Linked DNA regions of Zea mays: region 1 is linked to region 2. Evidence: chromatin contacts called from public Hi-C data. All regions are on one chromosome and are shown on one strand. Each heading gives the region's core, a stretch centred on a gene start, on an enhancer-like site or on the middle of the called end of the contact. The rest is flanking DNA. Distances are from core to core; before and after follow the strand shown. Region 1 holds the start of LOC100285407. Region 2 holds the start of LOC103635800 (protein LURP-one-related 8).

Region 1 (5,707 bases), core at 1,771-4,270, 130 kb before region 2:
AACATGGTGCTGAAGTAAGTTTCTACTTCTTTTATTGCAATTGAAATATGTTAATAGATCTGGTTAGTCTATGACTCTATGTCCTTATTTTTCTGCATGGCTAATGTATTTTCTGTGATTGATTAATAATTGTCGAACTAATGTTATTAGAAAGAGTTATGGATCGTGAAGTTATTCTAAGTACATTCATCTCCTTGCAGGACGGAACTTTGCCGCTTCAGCGGCCAGAAGATTTATCCTGGGAAAGGCATTAGATTTATCCGTGCTGATTCTCAGGTTACTCGCTGTTACATTTTTATAAGAGATTTATAAGCTTATAGAAAATGTTTGTTATGGAAAGAACTTACATTTGTTCTATAGGTCTTCCTTTTTGCCAACTCGAAATGCAAGCGCTACTTCCACAACCGCCTGAAGCCTGCAAAGCTTACCTGGACAGCAATGTACAGGAAGCAGCACAAGAAGGTATGTGATATTACCCGGCCAACTTCAATAAGAATGTCATTCATTCATTTCCCTTATGATGATTCCATGCTTTTTGGTTATAGATTAGCTTCAGCTTTCTTGTATTAGCTAATTACAAGTTTTTTTAATTTTGGACCAGAATTCCAATAAACCTCAGCTTCGGAAAATTTCTCGCCATTCTGGATTACGATTGATATATTAACTTCTGTGTTTATATGCAGTGCTGATATATAACATTAACTAGCTACCTTTCAGGTGTTAATGTACATTTAGGGCTCATTTGGTAGGGTTTTAGATTCTTAAAAACGTTTTAGTTCTAGTTTATTTTGGAGAAACATTTCCCTGAGAAACAGGACCACTTGCTGGAACTTGTTGGCTGTCTGTCTTTTCAGATTCTGAACAGAGGAGAATATGGTTGAATAGACCAAAGTGCCATTGACATATGCTGAGTTTTCCTTGAGTTATTACGGTTCAAATGGAGCATTTACAGATAGTATTTTAGAATTTATTAGTCAATAAGTTTCTATATAAAAATATATTATAGAAGGGAAGCCTTGGTGGAGTGGTAAAGCTGCTGCCTTGTGATAGAGGTCATCGATTCGAGTTGTGGAAATAGCCTCTTGCAAATGCTGGGAAAGACAGCATACTAGAGACCTAAATGGGTTCGCCCCTTCCCTGGACTCTGCAACTGCAAGCAGGAGCACATGCACCGGGCTGCACCAATTTGAGAAGATAAAACATTTATAGATCGATGATTTTTTGAGATTTTATCACATCCAATATTTTTCTATAAAATTATATCACTGATTTTATACCAACATTTTTTTGAGAAAGTAAAGCATTTGGCTCTTGCCTGTTACCATACTGGTTGATTAGTTAGGCCAGCTGGGTGCAGTCCCTGTAATTATCAACAAAAGAAAGGATATGTGGAGGACTGGAGGTCCAGAGAATCACTGTGAAACCAGAAGGCTGTTTTGAAGTTTGTGCAAAAAATGAAATGCTCCAGTTCTGTTTCCCTGCATGGAAACCCCATTTGGAATCACGATTTTTCTGAATCTGCCCAAACGGTCCCTTAAAGTTATTTAATATAATTAGCTGTCTTCTGAGTCATGTGTTTGTTGCATCCTTTGTAGAGAACATTTCATCATTATCTTTGTATCGATCCATTTGATCATGTCATCGTTTGCAAATTATTTCTGCCATGCTTATAATAGTGCTATAAGTCTATAGCTTACATGCTTTTTTTTTTGTCTGTAGGATATCCATGCTGAAGCGGTAAAGAAGAGGCGCCGCGCCACCAAGAAGCCATACTCCAGGTCAATTGTGGGTGCTTCCTTGGAAGTAATCCAGAAGAAGAGAGCTGAGAAGCCAGAGGTCCGCGATGCTGCTAGAGAAGCTGCTCTTCGGTATGTCTGCCAGTTCTATATTACCATAACAAATAGATACCGATGCTCAATACCTCTCCGCTCATTTGAACTGTCGTGACCATGCAGTGAGATCAAGGAGCGCATCAAGAAGACCAAGGATGAGAAGAAAGCGAAGAAGGCGGAGGTGAGCAAGTCCCAGAAGACGCAGACAAAGGGTGCGGTCCAGAAGGGTTCCAAGGGCCCCAAGTTGGGCGGCGGTGGTGGGAAGCGCTGAAAGAACTTAGTGTCGTTTCTCGACATTGCAGTCGTTCCTTAGCCAAAGCCACTTTCGTAGAACCTGTGTTGAATTTGCAAGACTTATTCAAGCGTTGCTTGTGCGTGCTAAATACCATGGCAAGAGAACGGATTTATATTTATGCCTGAAAAAAAATGACCGTTCATATTCTTAACTCATCTTGGATAAGGGCTTGTTTTGTTTCTCCAGATGTGCTTGATTGGGCCGATATGCTCCATCGTGCGGGTCGCAGCTGGTCACATTTATACTTCCATCACAAGATTCCTAACAAACCACAATTTATCTACCGACTAAAAAATCTACTTGCATGTTTACACTTAGTACTTGCTTGCATATTAGTCGATGCTGTCACACATGTTTACACCTAGTACTTGCTTGCATATTTGTTTACACCTAGTACTTGCTTGCATATTAGTCGATGCTGTCACGTGAATATAAATTGGTTTATCGAGTTTAATTCTACCATGCATTATAAGTTGTCCTGTTGTTACCGAAGTCACAATTTCCCTCACCGTGATTTTCCGGTCCAAATTGCTGAATTATATATATTCTGGGTTCATGAATGGTTAGCAAAGGGATTCACTCCACTTCGAATGCTGCAGACACGCTAATTTGCAGTGCTTATGCGTTTCCCTGGATGGTCCATGGCTCCATCCGTCCAGCGGTCCAGCTCAGTGTCGGACTCCGGCAATATCGAAAAAGAAAAAGGAACGGCCAGCCCAGGACGCGGTGGCGAACGACGGGCGGACGCGCGACCAACCCGCCCGCCCCGCGCGCGCGACCTTCCACTTGGGGCCATGGCCGGCACGCATTCTAAAACGAGCACCGCCCGTTGGCGCTATAAAGCCCCACCCCGGCGTCCCCTCGTCAAACCGAAGCCTCCCCGGTTATCCCCCGGCCTCCACCTGACCACTACCACCACCCGGGACGTCTTCCATGGCCTCCTCATAGAATAAGCTCTATCTCACCGCAACAACTCCTCATTACAATCCTTCAAGAGAGCAGCACTACACTACACTACATTAGAGAGAGGTCGAGCGCCCCTCCTCCGATCCGCCGGCCCGCCGAGAGCTAGCTGCTGATCGGTCGAGGAGAGTCATGGCGACGTCGACGATGCGCGTTGCCGCCGGCGTGCTGCTGGTCGTGTCGGCGCTGGCGACCTTGGCCCGGGCCGAGGACCCCTACCTGTTCTTCGAGTGGAAGGTGACGTACGGGACCAGGTCCCTGCTGGGAGTGCCCCAGAAGGTCATCCTCATCAACGGCGAGTTCCCTGGCCCCAGGATCAACTGCTCCTCCAACAACAACATCGTCGTCAACGTCTTCAACCAGCTCGACCATCCGCTCCTTTTCACCTGGTCCGGCCGTGTGATGAATATGCATGCATGCGTGCATTTCATTTCGATACATGACATGACATGACATGGCTTTGCACGCGCGCAGGAACGGGATGCAGCACAGGAAGAACTCGTGGATGGACGGGATGCCAGGCACGCAGTGCCCCATCGCGCCCAACACCAACTTCACGTACAAGTGGCAGCCCAAGGACCAGATCGGCAGCTTCTTCTACTTCCCGTCCATCGGCATGCAGCGGGCGGCGGGCGGGTACGGCGCCATCAGCGTGGTGAGCCGCCTCCTCATCCCGGTCCCCTTCGACCAGCCGCCGCCGGAGAGCGACCACGCGGTGCTCATCGGCGACTGGTACACCAAGGACCACGAGGTGCTGGCGCGCCAGCTCGACGCCGGCAAGAGCGTGGGCCGCCCCGCGGGCGTGCTCATCAACGGCAAGGGAGGCAAGGACCTGGAGGCCGCCGCGCCCATGCTCACCTTCGAGGCGGGCAAGACGTACCGCCTCCGCGTGTGCAACACCGGGATCAAGGCGTCGCTCAACTTCCGCATCCAGGGCCACGACATGAAGCTCGTGGAGCTGGAGGGCTCACATACCCTGCAGGACGTGTACGACTCGCTGGACGTGCACGTCGGCCACTGCCTCTCCGTGCTGGTCGACGCCGACCAGGCGCCCGGCGACTACTACATGGTGGCCTCCACGCGGTTCATCCACGACGCCAAGTCCGCCTCCGCCGTCATCCGCTACGCCGGCTCCAGCGGCGCCCCGCCGGCGCCCAACATGACCGAGCCACCGGCCGGCTGGGCCTGGTCCATCAACCAGGCCAGGTCGTTCCGCTGGAACCTGACGGCCAGCGCCGCGCGCCCCAACCCGCAGGGCTCCTACCACTACGGCCAGATCAACATCACCCGCACCATCAAGGTCATGGTCTCCCGCGGCCACATCGACGGCAAGCTCCGCTACGGCTTCAACGGCATCTCCCACAGGGACACCGAGACCCCCCTCAAGCTCGCCGAGTACTTCAACGTCACCGACGGGGTGTTCAGCTACAACCAGATGGGCGACGTGCCCCCCGCCGTTAACGGGCCACTCCATGTCATCCCCAACGTCATCACCGCCGAGTTCCGGACCTTCATCGAGATCGTCTTCGAGAACCCCGAGAAGAGCATAGACTCCCTCCACCTCGACGGCTACGCCTTCTTCGGCGTCGGGTACGTACGCTACGGCTACGTTACGTGCTCGATTATATTTCTTTTTCTTCTTCTTTAGCAAATATCTGTAGGATGGGGCCTGGGACGTGGTCGCCGGAGATGAGGAAGACGTACAACCTACTGGACACGGTGAGCCGGCACACGATCCAGGTGTACCCGCGGTCATGGACGGCGATCATGCTGACATTCGACAACGCGGGCATGTGGAGCGTCCGGTCCAACGTCTGGGAGCGGTACTACCTCGGGGAGCAGTTCTACATCAGCGTCATCTCGCCGGCGCGGTCGCTGCGCGACGAGTACAACATGCCCGACAACGCCCTCCGCTGCGGCAAGGTCGTGGGGCTGCCGCTGCCGCCATCCTACGCCCCCGCGCGCTAAAGACGACGAAGGCGCCGTTTTCACCTCGTGTTCTGACCATCCAGTCTAACTAATCCATTCCTGTGCTGCTCGGCGAAATAAAATCATCAAAAAGAACAAAGACGAAGGAAGCCTAGGGAAGGGAGAAGGGACGTTGGGTGGGGGTGAGCCAAATGAGAACGCACGGATATATCTATTGATGTAATCTTGAGATGCCCTCTCAAATCACTGTAATGGGGTTTAAAAAACAATCATTGTAATGGGAGTTATATATACTTTTATCTTAACATTTATTTACACCAGCAAGTCCTGGTGTATGCATGCTGTACCGTGTTTACTAGTGAACACTACACTGGCGGACGGGTCCGCGCCACCGCGATCAGATTAACTCGGGAAATTATTGCTATATCGTGAGTGGTTATCTATTTAATCACGTGAGATTTGTTAGCTATCGTCTAAATACTTTCTTTATTATTTCTGTCCTAGTAATAGATGTAACGTAGTTCTAGTTATAGATTTCCGCGTATCAAACTCCACCCCTATTTGACTTTACGTCGTCTAGACCAGTCTTGTGTGGCCTACCGACCAAAGATACTCTACCTCGACTATCTCTTAATTCCTAGACGACCCCACATTGTCTGGGGACGCTCCGGGTAACCTGTCGACCCGA
Region 2 (5,981 bases), core at 2,009-4,508:
CCATGGATATCAGAACACTCTATCCCAAGAAAATTCAGAAGTTCAGCGTGGAACTTTACTGAATTACATGATCTTATTATTCCGCTTCTTTCTTAGGAAAGCATACAGAACCAAGAACCTTTTATCGCTAGAAATGACACAATAACCCTGTTGCAGGCCTTCAACAGTAGCCTGACAAAGCACCATAGTTTTTTTTTCTACAGAAGACTCTTGGAAGGACAGTTGAATAACCAGGTAAACCAATTCCTTACCTTTGACTTATCATCATCAACTCCAACATAAACAGGCTTTTTTTACTTTCTTCATTTTTCTCAAATGACAGTTTAGCAAATTTTTCAACCTGTGGGGCATTACCGCATAAGAAGAGCAAATTATATAAGAAAAGTTGACTACAAGCAGCATAAAAGATCTACTAACCTCTGGAGTCTGTGTAGCAGAAAAAAGAACAATCTGCCTATTCTGCATATCATCCATGATGATCCAACAAAAATATAAAACATTATGTCAATGTTAAGTTTAAATCTGCAATATGCATATGAAATGGGAAGTACATAGCCCATGTACCTGGGGAAGGCGTTTAAATATTTGTTTCATGTCTTCCTCAAAGTTTTGCTCAAGTATGCGATCGGCTTCATCAATGACAAGGCACTGCATAATTACATAGATGCACAAAGTAAGATGGAGAGGGGATCAATCAGCCATGGTGTGTTGGCATTCATAAACATGAATAATATTTTCCATTTCCCTGTGGTGAAATAACAGATGGCACATGAGATCAAGCCAGCAAGCTAAGGCCTACTAATATATGGACTGCCCAGGCCAGTACGTTCAATCTTCTGGGCTTAGTGCCAGAGGCTGATCAAGGGCAAAAAATGTCTTGAGCCCATCCCATCCATACAGTATATTTAGAACACATTTTCCATCAGAAAAATAGAATATTAAATTTTGAGGACAGCCATAAGAGCGGTACCAAAAACTTCAAGCTACCTAAACAATTCTCAGCTCAGGCGCTCAGCTGATATCCTCAAAAAAATTGTCACATGTCACTCCCATTGGAGACGAGTAATGTATAAAGAAATAACAACTTTTGTGAATATGTATAAAGAAATAACAAAACAAGGAATGTGAAACACACTTTATCTTACCTTATTATTGAGATTCACCGAAACTAAATGGTTGTCAATCCCATTGGAGACGAGTTCATATCCTTTTGCAGTCAGGCGGTAATAACAATGTACTCATCAATAAGTGATTCAAATTGTCAAGCACAATTGATAATGACACAAAACTACACATTTGTGTTTCTTCCGACTGAAGTTAATAAAAATGTCTGCTGAGTTATTTTATTCTTTTGGTTGAATATAGTACTGACAATAATGGAAGTACATGAAAGTATCATAGGTATAATTGATGAGAAAATGAAAAATGGGTTTGACACACCTTTGCATTTTGCTGCATATCTTCACAGGTGAGGAGAGGATGGAGCAATGTGTAGCACGGCGCATCGGTGACGAGCATGAGGACATGAACCACGCGCGATCGTCGTGCGCCTGCAAAGTGATGTTGTATCCCCTCCTCGATCGTCTTTGGCCACCATGGTCAATTTAGATGACGACAAATAAGAAAAGAAACTAAAAGTGGTACGCCTTACCACTTATTCACAAACTCATTTCAAATAGGATGTTCTGCTATCTGTTGAGGAGCATGATTTTCTTTTGGTTGATAAAAGCTTGGCGAGGTCGATCTCCCAGTCCTCCCTCGGTCCCTGGTTGTACAACCCCTTGTGCTTCTCCATGTCTTGGCTAGCTGTTTCTCCAGTTGGATGTCTAGGCTCTTGAGGTAGATCTTGACAGCACTCATGTAGGACTCGATCTTCACCAGTGACGACGACGTGTCACCAGCGCTCGACACCATCGTGGCCCGAGACTGGCTTCTGCCACCGCCGCCGGTTCGTCCTCCTTGTCACACTGTTGACAACATCGAGGAGGGGATCCAGCTCCTCCCTCTCGAACAAAGACCGGACCAACTGGATCTCAGGTAAGGATCTCACCATGAGCTCGGCCTCTAGCTCCTCCCGCTCGAGCCCCGTGGCGATGGGCATGACGTCCTCCACACTCGCCGGCTTGTCCCCTGCAGCACACCCAAGCGACCACCGGCACTCGATCAGCGTTGGACGACGCCAGGGAATCGAGAGGAGCGGGCTGGTGCGGCGGTGGAAAGCGGCTGGTGCGGCCGAAAGCGGCAGCCGCCGAGGAGAGCGGGGCGACGCGGGCTGCAGAGGAGCGGACGCCGCAGGGGCCCCGGCGGCGACGGAGGTAGCCCTGCGCAAGGCGGGGGCTAGGGTGTGGAGGCGGCGCCACATGGTGGTGGATGGGTGGGGTTGGGGTCTCTCGGTGGCGGCGGCGGAAGTGGAGATGGATGGGCGCACTGTTGACAACAGGGATATTCGCCGTGGAAGGAAACTTGTCGCCCAGAGATCTCCTCGAAGAGTGTCGGGGCGAGGACCGAGATCCGGGGCGCAGCGGACGCGTCCGCTGATGCTGTGCGGGGGCGACGATCCGGGGCAAGAGTGCCGGGGCGCAAAGGAGGCGATCTCCTTCCATGGAGAGTGTGGGCGAGGACCGAGATCTCCGGGGCTGCTTGGAAGCCGACCTACCCAGGCGTCCTCGGTGCGCTCCGGAAAGGAAACTTGACGCTCGGAGATCTCCAAGAGTGCCGGGGCGAGGACTGATATCCGGGGCTCGCGCAGAAGAGGGGCAGGAGGATGGGGGATCCGCGGCAACCTTCCATGCGACGTCGTCCGAAGCTGCTGCGCGTTGATGGCTGATTTGTTCTTTATGATTTGGGGGTCGCAGAGACCGAGATCCGGGGCTCGTGGAGCAGTGGGGGATCCGCGGCAACCTTCCTCATGCGACGTCGTGGGGAGGAGGTGCGCGTTGATGGCGGCCTCGGATCCCCGGATCGGCGTTGATGGCGGGGAGAGAAGGTGGGGGATCCGCGGCAACCTTCCTTCGGCCGGTGGGTGGGGCGGATCGGCGTCGCGTTACGACGGATGGGCAGAACCAGAACCGTGTGGACGCCTACAGTTGTATCTTAAACAGTAGTAGAGATTTAGAGTCCATTATTATCCACCCTAAAAAGGTAATGGATTGTAAATATGTTCACCCATCCTAAATGAAGAGTTAAATTTGAGTGAAAATGTTCCCCCCTAAGAAACTTAACCAATACAATTTTTTACCACATATATTTATAAGCAAACAATATATGTCCCTACCCTTTATCCGGTTGTTCCCGGGTGCACCTCTAGCCAAGGTTCGTGTTTACATGAGTATAAATGTATCTCCGTTGTATAAAGTTTCATGACGTGAGAGCCATCTGCCACATAACCCTTCCAACCCAACCTATTATTAGGGGCATTTCTGTCCACGGAGAGTATATAAACTGCTCACGTCCACCCAGACCCAGCCGTGACACAAACACAACCATAAACTGCTAGCGAGCGAGCTAACTTTCTCCGTCGGTCCTTCCCTTCCCATCCCTCTACCATTCTTAAATCTTGCTCCCACCAGTCTGCTTACCTAAGCATGACGGCGAAGGTACACCCGAACGTCGCCGCGCCGTCCCCAGGCCTCGGCCAGCAACCGGCGGTGGCGCCGGGCGACGGGGAACCGGCGGCGGTCACCCTGACGGTGTGGCGCAAGTCGCTGCTGTTCAACTGCAGGGGGTTCACGGTGTTCGACGCCCGCGGCGACCTCGTGTACCGCGTGGACAGCTACGCGTCCGACTCGCGCGCGGAGGTGGTGCTGATGGACGCCGCGGGCCGCCCCGTGCTCACGGTCCGCCGCCGCTGCAGGAAGCTGATCGGCCTGGTGGGGCTGGGGCTGTCGTCCGACCAGTGGCTGCTGTACCGGGGCGTGGACGAGGCCCGGCGCCTGCCGCCGCTCTACGCCATGAAGCGGGCGGCCGCGCAATCGCAACACATGCGTGGAGGTGCCAAGTCCGTGGCGCACGTCGCGGCGTGCTCTGCGGGCGCCGGGTACGAGGTGGAGGGGTCGTACCTGCGGCGGCGCTGCACGGTGTACGAGTACGACGGGCGGCGGCGAGCCGTGGCGGAGGTGCGGCCCAGCCCCAAGGAGGCGGTGGGCTCGGACGTGTTCCGGCTGGTGGTGCGGCCCGGGATGGAGGTGTCGCTGGCCATGGCCGTCGTGCTCGCGCTCGACCAGATGTTCGGCAAGCCGTCCCTGCTCAGGAGCTGGTCCTCGTAGCCTGTACATCGCCGTGCCGTTCGTTCCATTGGCATGGCGTGGGTGCTTTGTTTCCCTTCTTTTGCGCCCCCCCCCCCCCCCCCCCCCCCCCCCCCCCCAATGCAATTGTTTTGGGCCCGGGAGGGAGCACGATAATTGCTCCTGGCTGCCTTTTTTTCTTCAGCTCCTCTTTGATGCCAAAGCCGATTAAACTGGGGTCATAGAAATGTGAACGTGGATTGGAACTCCTCTTGCCGTGTGTGGGTTTGGGTTTTTTTTAACCAGGCAGTAAAATCATGCGCCTTGTAAAGACTAAAGAGGGACCTAAGTGTACAATACTTAGAAAAAAAAGTTATAGTAAGACAGATTCCCTGTCTCTCTCTGCTTTCTCCCCACTATCACATTTTCAGTCTGAATTGCATTCGGAAAATCGACGGGTTTTTTCAGAAGAAAAAGGTGGGCATGCCAACAAAAAACACTTGGACATTGTTGCTCTGCCGCGTCAAATTCAGTCCACACGTAAAGGAGAGGAGAGGGGCATGCTTGAGCGTCACATTTGTTCGTCCCCCACTTCATGAGCTACATGGACTGGCGAGAGTGAGACAGCACGGTGGATCCGGGCCAAGCACCCGGGGGCCGAAATCCTAACCGTCTAGCTGGCACGCGAACCAAATGGTTGATTGCGTGCTCCTTTTGCCCTGGTCGGCTCAGCACTCGATCACTCTCGTATCGTATAGTCAGTCGTCTTGCTTGCCCCAAGCAATTAGCTAGTGGCTGCTTGCTATTGGTGCGTGTTGAAATTCCGGCCGCCGGAGATCGCCGACTCGTCAGGGTGTTTGCGATCTTCGTCTTCGCACAAGCACCGTGTCATGCTAGGCGGCCGTGAGGTGGTGCAGCAGCAGCACATTGAACATAGACTGCTGAGGCTTGATGGATGCAGCAGGCTACAGAGGATGAACCCACCACCACACGTCGGCCTCATGCTAGCCAAGTTGAAACGAGATGCGGGCTGGAGCCAAGTTGAACGAAATCACAACTCAACGAATGAATCTCATTACTTGCAAGGTACATCCGTAACACTTGAACTCACTGACTGAGTTGTGGGACATAATCGACATTCCCAACAACAACAAAAAATTAACACACATGCTATATTTAAAACGCACAACGATTGTCAATCCTACAACAAATCGGGGAGGGGGTGTTCTGATTTCTGAATGGGTGCCTATGTGGTGAGAGCTCTTGCCACGCTGGTGGGATAAATAAGAATTGCCTCAACAATGAAGCATCACGTCCGTACCTGGTGGCTGGGGGGTCCGTCTTCGTGCCCCCCTGCCATGTGAGGTACAAGCTGTTAATACACATACAGGTGAAGATCACCATGCTGTGGGTGAAAGCCGCCACTATTTCGGCTTTCAGTTCGACCACACATGGACAAGGCCATGCCGGTTGCCAGTGTAGATCTCGTCACGATCTTCGTCATAGTATAGAGCTGTGATGTCCTCCAGGGCCTCCGAGACTGTATTCTGGAACCTCCATGCTTTCTTCTGCTTGCATGGATCCTTTTGCTTGCACGAATTTCCAGGGTTTATTTTTGCCAAGCATTTGCCGGTCAGTATGCTGCTTATGTTTATAGAGCCAGCTGCAATATAGGGGACAAAAAGATTAGTGTCCAATAAATTTGTTAGGGCCAGCACAAGAAATGCAGCCTCATGGTCATCTGTTATCTTAAAAGAG

Evidence for each region. Hi-C and Micro-C count contacts between places; a contact is called where the count stands out from the background.
Region 1: a Hi-C map of ear shows a contact between it and region 2, with 4 times the contacts expected there. The contact joins the promoter of LOC100285407 here to the promoter of LOC103635800 in region 2. A contact is called at or near these places in 2 of 25 Hi-C or Micro-C datasets (ear and tassel).

What each region holds. Positions count from the first base shown.
Region 1 is chr8:122,120,477-122,126,183 of Zm-B73-REFERENCE-NAM-5.0, reverse strand. It overlaps LOC100285407, which reads left to right and starts at 3,020. Exons shown (of 3, transcript NM_001369861.1): 1 at 3,020-3,479; 2 at 3,565-4,680; 3 at 4,752-5,437. The coding sequence starts at 3,223. The coding sequence ends at 5,058. It overlaps LOC100283730 (60S ribosomal protein L24), which reads left to right. Exons shown (of 6, transcript XM_034059480.2): 2 at 1-14; 3 at 201-276; 4 at 361-462; 5 at 1,720-1,868; 6 at 1,956-2,308. The coding sequence starts at 4. The coding sequence ends at 2,103.
Region 2 is chr8:121,986,073-121,992,053 of Zm-B73-REFERENCE-NAM-5.0, reverse strand. LOC103635800 (protein LURP-one-related 8) reads left to right here and starts at 3,258. Exons shown (of 1, transcript XM_008658180.4): 1 at 3,258-4,639. The coding sequence starts at 3,585. The coding sequence ends at 4,265. It overlaps LOC100277503, which reads right to left. Exons shown (of 8, transcript NM_001151039.2): 8 at 5,265-5,886. The coding sequence ends at 5,660. It overlaps LOC103635801 (DEAD-box ATP-dependent RNA helicase 27), which reads right to left and starts at 680. Exons shown (of 4, transcript XM_008658181.3): 1 at 565-680; 2 at 418-459; 3 at 252-340; 4 at 61-171. The coding sequence starts at 654. The coding sequence ends at 93.